2 separate regions of the Anas platyrhynchos genome follow, and region 1 is linked to region 2. Evidence: chromatin contacts called from public Hi-C data. All regions are on one chromosome and are shown on one strand. The core of a region is the stretch at or near the end of the contact, and the rest is flanking DNA. Distances in the headings are between cores, read along the strand shown. Region 1 has its middle 10 kb from the start of GLS. Region 2 holds the start of HIBCH (3-hydroxyisobutyryl-CoA hydrolase).

The links. Hi-C and Micro-C count contacts between places; a contact is called where the count stands out from the background.
Region 1: a contact with region 2 is called in a Hi-C map of subcutaneous adipose tissue, with 7 times the contacts expected there. The contact joins the enhancer-like site here to the promoter of HIBCH in region 2. A contact is called at or near these places in 5 of 8 Hi-C or Micro-C datasets (F1 follicle, F5 follicle, liver and 2 more).

The regions. Positions count from the first base shown.
Region 1 is chr7:36,193,387-36,199,615 of IASCAAS_PekinDuck_T2T, forward strand. No RefSeq gene overlaps it. Among named protein-coding and RNA genes, the nearest start is that of GLS, 10 kb to the right of the region's middle. Within about 2 kb of position 2,410, at least 5 of the 8 cell types and tissues checked have an H3K27ac peak or open chromatin away from gene starts, as enhancers often do. A contact at or near this core is called in subcutaneous adipose tissue, where this site is marked.
Region 2 is chr7:36,078,211-36,084,407 of IASCAAS_PekinDuck_T2T, forward strand. HIBCH (3-hydroxyisobutyryl-CoA hydrolase) reads right to left here and starts at 2,773. Exons shown (of 14, transcript XM_038182046.2): 1 at 2,620-2,773; 2 at 1,764-1,806; 3 at 894-1,034. The coding sequence starts at 2,651. It overlaps MFSD6 (major facilitator superfamily domain containing 6), which reads left to right and starts at 2,598. Exons shown (of 8, transcript XM_072040503.1): 1 at 2,598-2,690; 2 at 2,921-3,035.

The DNA.
Region 1 (6,229 bases), core at 1,160-3,659, 110 kb after region 2:
CTGAAGACCAGAAACCTCACCTGGAGGTAAGCCACCTTCTTCTTTTGCCATTTTATCATTTATCATCCCTCTATCCGGTGTAAATAATGCTTGTGTGGACTCCAGGTTTTCCTGACTTGGTGGGGATGGTAGGGAGGAGATGATGTGACCAAACACAGTGCCTAATTCACTACTTCTGGAAAACCACTTCACGTCTCTGAAGGAAAAATCATCATTAAGATGATGATTCAACTTTCACGCACCCGGTACACCATGCCCCTGTTCAGAGCTGGTTTGGAAGTCCTCTCTCAGTCCCTTCCCCAGAAAGGGTGGAAGCCCTTTGCTGTTGTGGAGAGGGGTTTGAGTGCTCCATCCTGGGCGCCGTGAAGCTTGCAGTGATCACCTTTGTGTTTGCAACACATTTTACCCTTTAATAAGGTCTTCATCTTCACGAAGAATTATTATTATTATTATTATTTTACGTGCCACCTACTAGTAGAGCAGAAAACAGATGTAGTTTTGCCTGGGACAAAGATTTTTGTTTCAGCAAGGACACCACTCCAACAGGCTGGGTTTCTTGCTCTATAGGGTCATCTTGGCAGCAGCACGGTGTGTCCCTGTTTGTACCCGGCTCAGCAGGATGCTTTTCTCTGTCACCCACCGGGGGCAAAGCTCAGAGCAAGACGCCAGGCCAGGCTGCAGCTCCTAGGGGTGTATTCCTCACCAAAACCTCCAGAAACGTTCAAAGGCAGAAGCCCAGCTCGAGAGCTGCAGTATCGGCTTGCACCTGCAGGTTGTGCTTGAGGACAGCTTTTCTGCTCAGCTCCCACTGCCCGCAGAGTGCTGTCCTGCAAAATGACGCACTTTCTGTCTTGCTTCTCCCAGCTTATATTTGTCGAGGAAATAAGTTATTATTGCTTGCGTTTGCCCGATTACTTCGGCATTTGTATATGTCTGTAACGAGCTTGTGATAAGTCGGGGTGAGATAACCATTGCCCAGCAAAATAAGCAGCAAATAGAACAACTTCCTTAATAATTAAAACCCATGCAGATATATGCTTGTGTGTGTTTATGGTACTTTTATATGATGCCAGCAGTGTGTGAAGCACTTCAAAGAGTTGGAAGACAGATCCTTGCCCTGCAGGACTTGCAAAGCAAACAGAAATTTGGGGAAGGGCAGCAGAGGCAGTGGTTACACCTGAACGGTAACGCTATCAGTTGCATAATGAACTTCATTGGCATGAGGAAGATGCTGGGGCTGATGCATTTTCTATGATCAGGGCTTTTTTTAGGTTTGCTTTTCTTTGTTTGTTTTCCAAGAGGAAAAATACCCGCCTGACCACACCTTCTGATGTGTTGGTTCCCAAACTCTGTGAAATGTGGTGAAAGTTGGGGCTAATTTCCCTGTTGCAGCAGGGAAGGGCTACGTCTTGGATTGCTAAATGGAGAACTCACTCAAATACAGCATGCACAGGAAGAAGTATGGAAAACAAGTTGAATTTAGTTTTATTTTGTTTTGCCTGAAGGCTTTGCTGCCGTGCTGTACAAGAAAAGCCATCACTCGTTTCTGCATATCCACTTTGCATTTCTTTTAAGCGTGGTCCTTTCTTGATTCTCCTTTTTCTCACACATGAGAAAAATGTTATTTTGGATGAAGCTGTTGCTGTGGGATGAGCCGTGGTGCTGTGCCAGGAAGTAAGCAAACAAATAAAAAAGGGCACTTGTGCTAGCGGTTGCACAGTTTTGTGCATCACAACTCTTCTCCCACCAGTCAAAAACATTTTTATGTCCTCCAGTAGCTTTTCTGACCTACTGGCCTTGGCTCATAGTGCCACAGTGGCGTTTGCGAGATAGCCTGTAAGAGCAATGAGAGACACACACCCTGCTTGGTAGACGAGCCTCCCGTAATGCAGTAGTCCTGGTGCTTATCTAGAACGCAGTTTGAAGTGATGAACAATTACCTTTGACTAGCGTGAGATTGTGTTTGGGTGGGGAAGGAAATCTGCCAGTGACTTTGCACATGGCTATGTGCTCATTTGTCACGGCTCGCGCTGCTGCCAGAGTCCACGGAGGCACCGTTCTCCCCAGACTGAGCATGGGCACCATAGCCTGCCCTCTGAACAGCTGCTTTTTTGGTGGAGGACACCAGACCAGGTTGCTCCAAGCCCCATCAAGCCTGGCCTTGAAGGCTTCTAGGAGCCGGGTAAGATCCTGTCCCAGCAGAGACGTACCAAACGTAGCAGACAGCAACCACAGGGTGATGGGTTGCAGCTTGTCCCTTCAGCTAACATGTCTTTTTTTCTTCTCCCCGTGACATAATTCCAGCTGAATGCTCTTGGAGATTCAGAAGCTACCATGTCACTTGTGGGCAAGTGGAATTTCAGCTTTGGAAGTGAGTCACCCCTTGGAGCCACGGAGCACACAGTGACTCCCTTGAGCTGCAGGGCAGTGACTAGCACTTGTAGCTCCAGCCCTCAGCCTTTAAGCAGAGCAGGCGTAGGCCTACAGAAAAATTACTGTAGATATTACTGATCATTTGCAAATAAACGGTAAATGATGCTACTCTGCTGTCCCAAACTAACTGCTGTTTCCCAGCTGCTTCAGCAGGGAAGGCTGAGGGCCAAGAAAACTCTTGGCTGCTGGCTTGCTGTCCTCAGCTGCTCTGCGTGCTGGAGGTTGTGGTCTTCCCTGTCATGTTGCTTTCAGAGTTCACTGAGTCTGTGCCCTGAGCTGGATTTGGGCAGCGTTTTCTTGAAGAAAAGCACGTTTTCAGGCAAATGTTTAATGAACTTCACACAGCAGTCAGCGAGGAGTTAATTGTTAAGATTTCAAGGGTTCGGGTGCTTGACGTGGAATAATTTCACCTAGTGTGTCATGACCATGGCATTCATCTTGAAATCGGTTTACAGGCCCTGCACTGGAGGCAAGAGTTGTTCTTGGCTGAAGGCCTGAGAGGGAGCTAGCTGAGCTGCTGTGTGCTATTTCTGATTCCCCAGTACTCCGGGGAGGGATGAGTAAGGGCCCAGCCCAGCCTCCTGCAAACACAAGTCATTGCGGGGCATTGTTCCATGGGGCTTTCTGTATTGTCTGGGGCACCTGTGTGGCCGTGCCCAGCCATCAGGGACAGGGGGCAGGGCTCTGTTAAGCACTGCACAAACACAGAGTGAAGAGACCAGTGCTGGTAATTTAGTGTCTTCAGATGGAAACTTTAAACACCTTTGGGGCTACCAAATGGGGCTGCTCGTTGTGCCTTGGTTCCCCTCCTGGGTCGGCCTGGTGTTGGCGTGCTGGCTTAGCAACGAAGGTGATATATTTTTGTAATAGGGTGAGCGGTTATGAGACACCACGAAACCTTAAACAGACCTTGGCAGGAACAGTTTTGTTGGATGTGTAATCAATCTAAATAGACCCGCTGATGTCTGCCACGAGCCCACATGACTGCCTTGGGTTTCAGCAGCTCGGCCGGGACAGCCTGGAGGCCGAGGAGTCGGGCCCAGGAGCACAAGGCCGCCTTTGTGAGCGGGGCCTGCCCCACAGCGAGCTCCTGCTCCCTCTGCTCCTGCTGCCTCCAGCCAGAAGCAGCATTTGCAAATGAGAAGAGGCAGGGAAGTTCCCCCGCTCATTTTAGAAAAGCGGGGCCAGAAGCGAGAAAGGACTGCGGGCTTGCCACGTGCGGGCTGCCATGCGTGATGCCAGGCCTCGCAACGTCTGCGGGGCAGGGATGCCTGAGTGCTCTGGGGGTTTGGATAAGGAGCTGATGGCAAGCGAAAGCTACAGCTCTATAAAAAAGCACTATAAAAGTTACTCGTGATTTTATTGCCCTAGGTACTTGCTGTAGTGTCCTTTGCCTGTTCCATGGGACATAACCTCCTGGCTGGGGGAGCAGCCCATGCCAGAGCCTGTCAGATCTGGCGATGCCCCTCAGGAAAGCTAAACCTGTATGCTTCCATCTCAGGCCACAGTTAATAATTGATCTTCCTCAGATGCAAGCTGCATGCTTGTAAGAAAATAAAAATAAATAAAATAAATCTGTGCCCTGAGCAAATGTCCCTATGCCTGAATGTGAACTGCTAATGAGTAACTTCAGCAGTTACTTCAGTTCAGGGGAAAAAATGTGTAAACACTTTTGTGTGAGCCATAGTTAAAACTCTCAGCTCTGCCTCTCAAAAGTATTGCCATCTAGGCTGTACTTTGCTGTACGTGTGAGCATTTCTTTTTCTAACCTGAAACTGGGGGTCTCATCCATAGGTTTAGGCTGAGTAAGCCCAGACAACATACATGACCGTCTTTCCTAGGTAAAACCTTGTCATGGGTGAGGAACAAGACCCAGAAACTCTGATCCCTAATACCTCGCTGCTGTCCTCAGATGGCTCCGTAACACCCTGCTAAAGGGTTCTGCAGTTCCCTCGGTTGGCTGGACCCAAGATAAGGTCACAGTGGCTCCTCCAGCTCGAGTGCAAGCTATCTTTGGGTAGGGCTTTGGAAGTCAAGGGTCTCAATTATGCAACTAATACATTTAAAGTGTTCTCACAGTTGCATGTGATGATGATTTTTCCTGATTTTAATGGCTTATATGATTCACTCAATGATAAAAACGCTTAAAAGCAATGTTGTAGATGAACTCTCTCATTTATGGTGTGACAAGCATTTGACTTTTTAGCCATTCCTCATGTGTTTTAACCGCATACTTCAAAGACATAAGCAGGTGTGAATGGTGACTGGAGACTGTTGAAGGAATGCAGGGGATCAGGGAACTCCAAAAACCACACGGAAGAGAAGGCTGCATGGTCTCCTGTGTTACGTGACATTGCCCAGTAGTGAAGGTGACCGCAGTCTGTGCAATACCACTTCTATCATGTATTTTGGTGCAGTCTTGTCTTCTCAGCATGAACATACCCTTTTCTCTCCATCTGAAGAACCCTCTGCAATGAAGTGCACGAGCTCTGCAGGTCCTCCTTCCTCCTGAAGCTCCTTCTGGCTCTACTGGCAGCCTCGCCAGGTAGCCAGCAATATTTGGCACGGCGGCAGGGACCCTGGAGATCACCTGTGGTGTTAATGCCCCTGCTGTAAGGGGAGAGGTGAGCACTGCTTGTGACAGCTCGTTCACAACTTTGTGTGCATCCAAGTCCTCCTTGCAGCAGCTTTAAGGAACCAGAGCTGTTCTGGTTTTGTCTGCCTGAGTACACGGTGTTCAGCATGGGGTGCTGGAACCTGTTATGCTGTAATGATTGGCAGTAAGGTTTAACACGTAGCAACAGACCTTAGATGGCACGCCTGAAATCTGCAATGTCAGTGTCGAGTTATTTCCACCTAGAATAAGGAGGATGCCAAGGATCTTAGCATCTCAGTTCGGTCTCATGGCTTAGCATCTTTCTCAGCTTAGCACAGCCTTCATGGGCATCACAACCTCTGTAAGATCTGCCATGATATGAAACAGCCTTGGCGTTTTGCAGCACTTCATCCAGCATTATAGGATGATGGCTTTTAGTTAAAGGTTGAAATATATGATGTATATAATGTATTTTTTGTACTGTAGAAGAAAAATCCGAACTGTGCTTGTGGTCATCATAACCTAATGCTTTAGAAAACCAGCTCCTTGCTCTGACTGGGAAAACCTGGACAATTGTTTGCTTTGTTCTTCACAAATATTGTTTAAGAGCACGCATCTTAAACAGCTGTCTGTATTGTCAACAGACTGCTTAACCGTAATGGCAATTGCTTTCTGCATCTGGAAAGATACACCGTGCCTTATCTGTGCTGCTGCATCCTTGTTATAGCTACCTGCTTATTAATATCACCAATTCGTAGTAATTTTTTTTTTTTGCTTGCTCAAGTTTAGCCAAAATTCACAGGATTTGGGCCCGACTTTAGTCCAAGGACTAGAATTTTCACATGTGCTTGCGTTGTTTCTTGTTTATTGCTTTCTTCTCCCCTTGCTTACAAACCCCTCTGTGCCTCCTGCCAGAAGAACCACAGCATCTGGGATTTCTGCTCGCCTTTCTCTCCGATTAACGTAGCCCCATCACCTTCACATCTTCTGCCTGCTTTGGTGTCCTCTCCGTTCTGCAGGGCTATGTGTGGAGGGAGAAGGAACCTCTCCGGGTCCTGCCAAGCGGAGGCGGACGTGCGCAGCATCGGCAGCGGGTGACTCACGGGTGAGATGTCAGCTATGTGACCTTCCAAGCTGTGGCTCGGTGCCAGCCCCAAGGCTGGCTCGGGATGTCTCCTGCTTTCTTTGTCATCACTCTGC
Region 2 (6,197 bases), core at 1,523-4,022:
GAAGATATAGTAACTGTTTCAAGACAATTCATGGAAGTTTTGTATATCTAAGATGTGCAGCAAGGAAAAGAGCATTTAAATTGTTGATGGATATTTTCAAAATGATTGCAATCAATACCTGTCAAGGACTGGATTAAGCCAATTTGTGCACAGATGCATCTGTGACAAGGTATTTCTGTCTACCAGCAGCTATACTTAAAATTACTCCACCTTTTAAGGTTGTGCATAAAACAAATCCAGTTCTCAGTACTGCTTTAAATGTTCTTCAAAGAATGCGTAAGTTTGCAACATAACCATCTGTCAAAATATCAAGAGGCAGGTAACTGTCTAACAAATACTGGTATTTAATATTTGACTTTCTGCATATGATGAACAACATCGTTAAATTAAAAAAGACTATTTGCATGCTTAAAATTTCACGTTACTTTACTGAGAAGCATTGTCCATAACTCCACAAGGCTCTTTTTTAGGGAATGAAACTAAAGCAACTTGCTTCATGATAATTTGATCTTTTTCAGCTATGCAACTTCCCAGCAAAACATGCACTCAGCTCAGAGGCAACACCTCTGTACAGCTTAGAATATGTGCTGACTGACCAACTGGGTGTTGTGAACAGAAACATATAAACACTAACTACTGCTTGCCTTTAATTCAGTCCTGGTGTTAATACAGGGGTCTTATCTATGCAGATGCTAAAACTTCACTTTTTGTCTGACAGCTTTTTTCTTTGGTGTCTCTTCTTTCTAACCTGCTTGAAATTGTCTGTTCTTTTCCATCCTACACATCTGAGCTCATTAGCAAGTGTTCTCACAATTTAATTATTTAAATTGGTATGCTATGAAGTGTCAGAATGAATTTTAAAAGCAGTATCAGGTAACGTAACAGCTACTAACCTTTATTTGTGGATAAATTTGTTGGATCATAGAAAGATTTAGTGCATTGAGAGCCTTGGGTCTATTCAAAGTTATTATTCCTGCACCTCCTTTCTTTTCCAACAACACTTCATCTGAAGAACCAGTATGCTTACACATTTTCTGTAAGTGCAAAAACAAATAAAATAAATATGTTAATGTCTTTGATGTCTTAAGTAACATACGAGAGCATTTACGGAAATATACTCTCAAAGCACACTATTTAAGATTATAAAAATATGTGTTTTGAATTTCACATTAAGGCTTTCCCACTGTAATTCAAGTCATATTTGTATTTCTTACATGGTTCTCTTGGAGCTGCTTTATTATTCTGAAGGACTCTGACAAACCTCAGACAAGCTTTTGAGCTATATGCTCTTTGGCAATGACACTTGAGATACTAAACGATGAACTGTGGTGTTTAAAACTGACATTCAGAAAATACCTACAACAATTGCAGTAAGAGTTTTGTATGTCCCTAGTGCTAGTTTGATACTGCAACCACAAATGTACATACAACTTCTTATGTAATTTCTAACAGTTGAGTTGGTTGCTAACCTATTTTCACAATTGAATTTCACATTCAAACTCAAAGTTGAATGACATTTAAGGAATATAACGAAACTAACACAGAAATTAACTATAAAATTAGGGAAAGCCAAATAATTGGGCTTTAGTTTATGGTTTAGTAGACACACAACAAAGTGCTCACATACATAGACAATGTTCTGCCTGAATGGCATTCAGAAGCACCACACACACACATTAGAAGTTGCATGTGTTGTCTGTCTCAGGTACGGAGTTAAACGTCCCAAGGGCTTCCACCTCAGTCAAACACGATGTAGTTCTTACCAAATGCTGTAATATTACTTGCAGTCTGTTAAATGGCTTCAGTCTGAAAAAGAAATGTTAAAAACTAAAATTCTAAAACAGCTATACAACCCCCAAATGCACAGCTGAGCAAAGCTTTGTCAGAAAATTTCTAGACTTGATTGCTCTACATTCCACTTTGTCTTAATCAAGTAATATTTTGATATCAAAGCGGTTGGAAGTATCGTTGCATGTTGTTATATATAGATACCAACGTCAACTGCTAATGTTTTCATTGCATTTAAGCAATTGCAAGTTGTCTGGGCGCTAATATGACAAAGTAGGAGTTTGGGGGATGCTTGTCTGGAACTTTTAATACTTGTATTTTGGAAAAAACAAAAAAACAAAAAAAAAAAACCACCACAGTCCTGAGGCTTCCATTACACAAAGCCTGCTCTCGCTGTGTTGCATGTATGCACATTTAAGTAGGGTTTACGAAACAACTCGAGCAAAGTTAATGCTTGTGCTGCCAAGAGGAGATATCTGGCCATACCAAACTGTTTATAAAAGCAGGTTTTGAACCTGTTACTTAATTTAAGTAACAGACTTTTATTGTCGTTGTATTCTCCTGAGGAGAACAATAAAACCAGCATCCCCACACACAGCAGGCGCGCTGGGATGAGGTGATTTTTAAGCTCCCTTCATGATCCCAGTAATTGTGTGATTTTATGCAAAGCGGCATTCTCAGGACTTCACGCCACAGCCACCATCATCACGTTATACCACGGCGGGGAGGAAGCCGCGGGGGCTGAGGGCAGGGCGCGGGGCAGGCACCGAGCCCTGAGGCGACGCCATTTCGGGGGGGGGGGGGGGGGGGAAGCGGCCGCGCGGCCGTTACCTGGGCAGCGGCCGCAGCAGGCGGGCCGCCATGGCGGCTGCCGGCGCCGTCGCTCTCCGTCATGGGCCCCGGTACGGCGGGGCTGGGCGGGGCGGGAGCATGCGCGGCGCCTCAGCCCCGGCACGGGGGTGTTGTAACTCGTGTGGGTGTGGGGCTGGAGCCCCGCTGGGTCCCGCACCCTGTTAGATGCTCAGGGTGTCCGCCAGGCTGCGTGTGGCAGTGTGGTGCTGGCAGCAGCAAGGCTTGGTCCGGTGTTTATGACCTCCATGTTCTGCCCCCCCCTCCCCCCTGTGCCTCACAGGCTCTGTGCTGCCTGCTCGGCCATCGACGTGCCGCTGAGTGACTGAGGAGCTGAGCCCATGTGCCGCCACACCGCCAGGCAGGGCTGCTGTAAAGGGAGGAGGACCTCAAGGAAGGTAAAGGCAGGGACTGAGGAGGTGGTGTGGCTGCTGCACCAGTGGCAGCCAGACACAGCCCTGAGCTCAAACACAGCCTGCACTCAGAGCAAATACACTCAAATCGCACTCAGGGAAACTGCCTTTTTTCAAATATAAATGCATTAAGACAATATATTGTTCATTAAAACAATTCAATATGTTCTCAATATAAGTTCATTAAGACAATTGAGGATTTACAGGCATCATACTAGTAGCCCATAATACTAAATTACCTTTTTATTCAGTAACTGTTACACTGCTCCATAGACTTTTATTTTTTTTTAAGCTGACACATACCATCGTGAGACATCAAAAAGTATGGTGAACCAAAGTGGTGCGTTAGGTACATTAGTAGAAATGTAGCTTCACTATCTCAATATAGCAAGTTCAGCGCTTGATTTGTATCTGTATTGACAACAAACAAAAGCAAACAAGCAAACTTTGCAGCAAGTTTATTTTGCTGGAACAAAAAATCCACGCCTTCTGTAGCACTTCTGGAGAAGTCCCCAGAGGGCAGCCTTGCTCTTTATTTCTAGAAATGATTCAGCCCCTGCTTGCAGCAGCGTCATCAGTATTGGCATTTCCGTTGTAGTAACTCGGGGCATATTAAATTTAGTTGTAAAAATCTTCATCAGGCTAAATAGACACAAGGCAATACACGAAACGTTTCAGTATTATGTAGCCTCAGTTTTCAGTCTCGTACATTGTGGGGAAAAAATGACTGAGAGAACAGGACAGAAGGTGCTTTTGCAGGCTTTGGGAGCGTGCCTACTGCGAGTTAATTAACTGCAGGATTCATTAGGCCATCCAGACTATATAGACCTTTACTCATAGATCATATGGTTGTGAAAGATGTGGCCTGTTAACGTTATCTTGACTATATAAAACCTTATATACTGTCTTACAGCAAGTTGCATACAATCAAATCTAAACCAACCGAAGCAACACCAAATTACCATGGTGGCCAAATCTGAACCCATATTTATATTTTTTATTTATATTTATACTTGTTAAGAGTGGGATAACTGCATCTCTTATCTAGGCCTAACCAGGTTATGGGGAGTTTGATAAGCAGGTAATGTTTTTGTACTTAGTATCTGATGCCTGAAAGTCTATATATTTCACTAGCAAATATGAACAGCGCCTTTCTATAGAGGAATCCTTTTGTTAGTATCGTTGTGGAAATGAAGAAATCAGTGCATGGAAGCTAATCGCAGGTAAGAGCGAGAGGAGTCTGTGAAACTCCTGGAAATGTCTTAATAAATTCCACCTGCACACGAAGGGGAAGGCTGTGATCAGGACATGATTACACAGGATGGCAGTGTCTAGGAGTCCAGAATAGAAGTCAGTGGTCTGATTCACCTTTTACTTATCCAGATTTTAATCTATTTCATCCTCTCCTGGCTTCAGTGTAAATAATGGTGTAGAGCCTTTCTTTGTTCTCTCCCAGCTGTATGTCTGATTTGGAACAAGAGCGGGGCCTGCTCATTTGTAGATAATGAAGTAATACAAGCATTGTCTTGCAACAGCTACCAATTTCTTTCCAGGGTGATGACACTGAATTTATGCTTAATGTTTTTTTTTTTCTTTTTTTTTTTTTCCTGTTGGTTTCGAGAAGGAGCTTTGGAGCCCTGTTTCTTGAGCCTTGCGTTCTACTTTATTTTAAAACATGCCACTGATGGCTTAAATTTACCTGTGTGTTTTTGTTTGTTTGTACGGAGCTCTGAAGAGTACTGCAGTTTTCTCACTGATAACCATTTGGTGCGTGCAAGCCAGTCCAAAGTTGGGTTCAAAAAGTAACTCAGATACCAGGGATTTTAGTAGTACTTCACACCCTATTTTCTGCAGAGTGGAATGCCAAAGGGAAAACGCTTTCTAAAAAGAAAATAAAAGATTGCTATCCATAAAAGTAGTGAAAACATTGAAAATAATGGAATTTTATATGAGAATAAGTTGAATGAGATAACATTTAACTAGGGATTATTTTGATATTGCTATCAGCAAAGAGGGCTGTGGCAGAGTGGATATTTTAGGGGTGAGCAGCACCCCTAGTAACCGAGCCAGGAATTCAGGGAGTGCAAGTGCAGTAGCCAGAAGGATAGGCAGGTTGTAATTCCTCCCTGTGGAGAAATTTCCTGGCAGTGAGTTCAGCAGGTTTGGAAAGAGAAAACAAATTGCAGACTGTAGGAGGACTTCAGAGTTGAGCAGATGTTTGGGGGTTTTGTTTTTGGTAGGTTTTTTTTTTTTTGGTTTCTTTTCCAGAAAAACATACAACTTCAGCATCAGGATGTGGGTGCTGTTGCTCCCCAGAAGGATTTCAAGAGCAGCTCAGCTGCTTTCTGTACGTTACCTCTATACTGCTAATTAATGATTAATTTGTACCTCTCAGTTACTTGCCTGTGAGAGCTCTGACTGCATTTCACCAAGAACAGATAATAAATGGTTTGAGTACTTCATCATGTCCCGCGCTTCTGCATCTTGGCTTGCAGTAAACAATCTTTTCCTTCGTTGGTCTAAGAGCTAGCAGCTAATTTCTGTGTGTGGATAGTGTGGGTAGCAAGTGCATCCTCACGGGAAAAAGGAGCTTTGAGGAATACAATGGGGAAAACCCCCAGTTTATCCTAGCTAACTGGCTAGAACTGTGTTGACAAGTGCCCCACGGATTGATTTATTTTTTTTCTCTTCTCCTCAGTACAACCCCGATTGATTGTACTCTAAAGCACATGATAAGGCTTAAATTTGCTTGCCCCAGCGAGGGCAGTGAGTACCAAAGGCTCAGGTCTGCAAGGGGCAGCCTGCCGTTGGCTTCAGCAATAGTAGAAGTTGACTTAAACTAAGTGGAAAACTAATCTGTCTCTCCGCTCCCTAAAAATAAGCCAGGCCGGGGAAGGGCTGAAGCACAGGAAACATGTCTGTAATATGGAGAAGCCTTTTTTTTTTTTCACTTTTGTCTGTAAAGTGAGTAATTCCCTGGGAAGAGGCTGCCTTCCCCAGGGCGTTGAGTCAGGCTTGTCGGCCAGCGTGTCCGCATCACGGCTGGGGTCAGAGCTCTGGGATGAGCGCCCAGCGAGTGGCGTTCACTGCTCCATTTCTCCTGTAACAAAAGGGTTGGGGGGGAAGCCCTTTTTTATTATTATTATT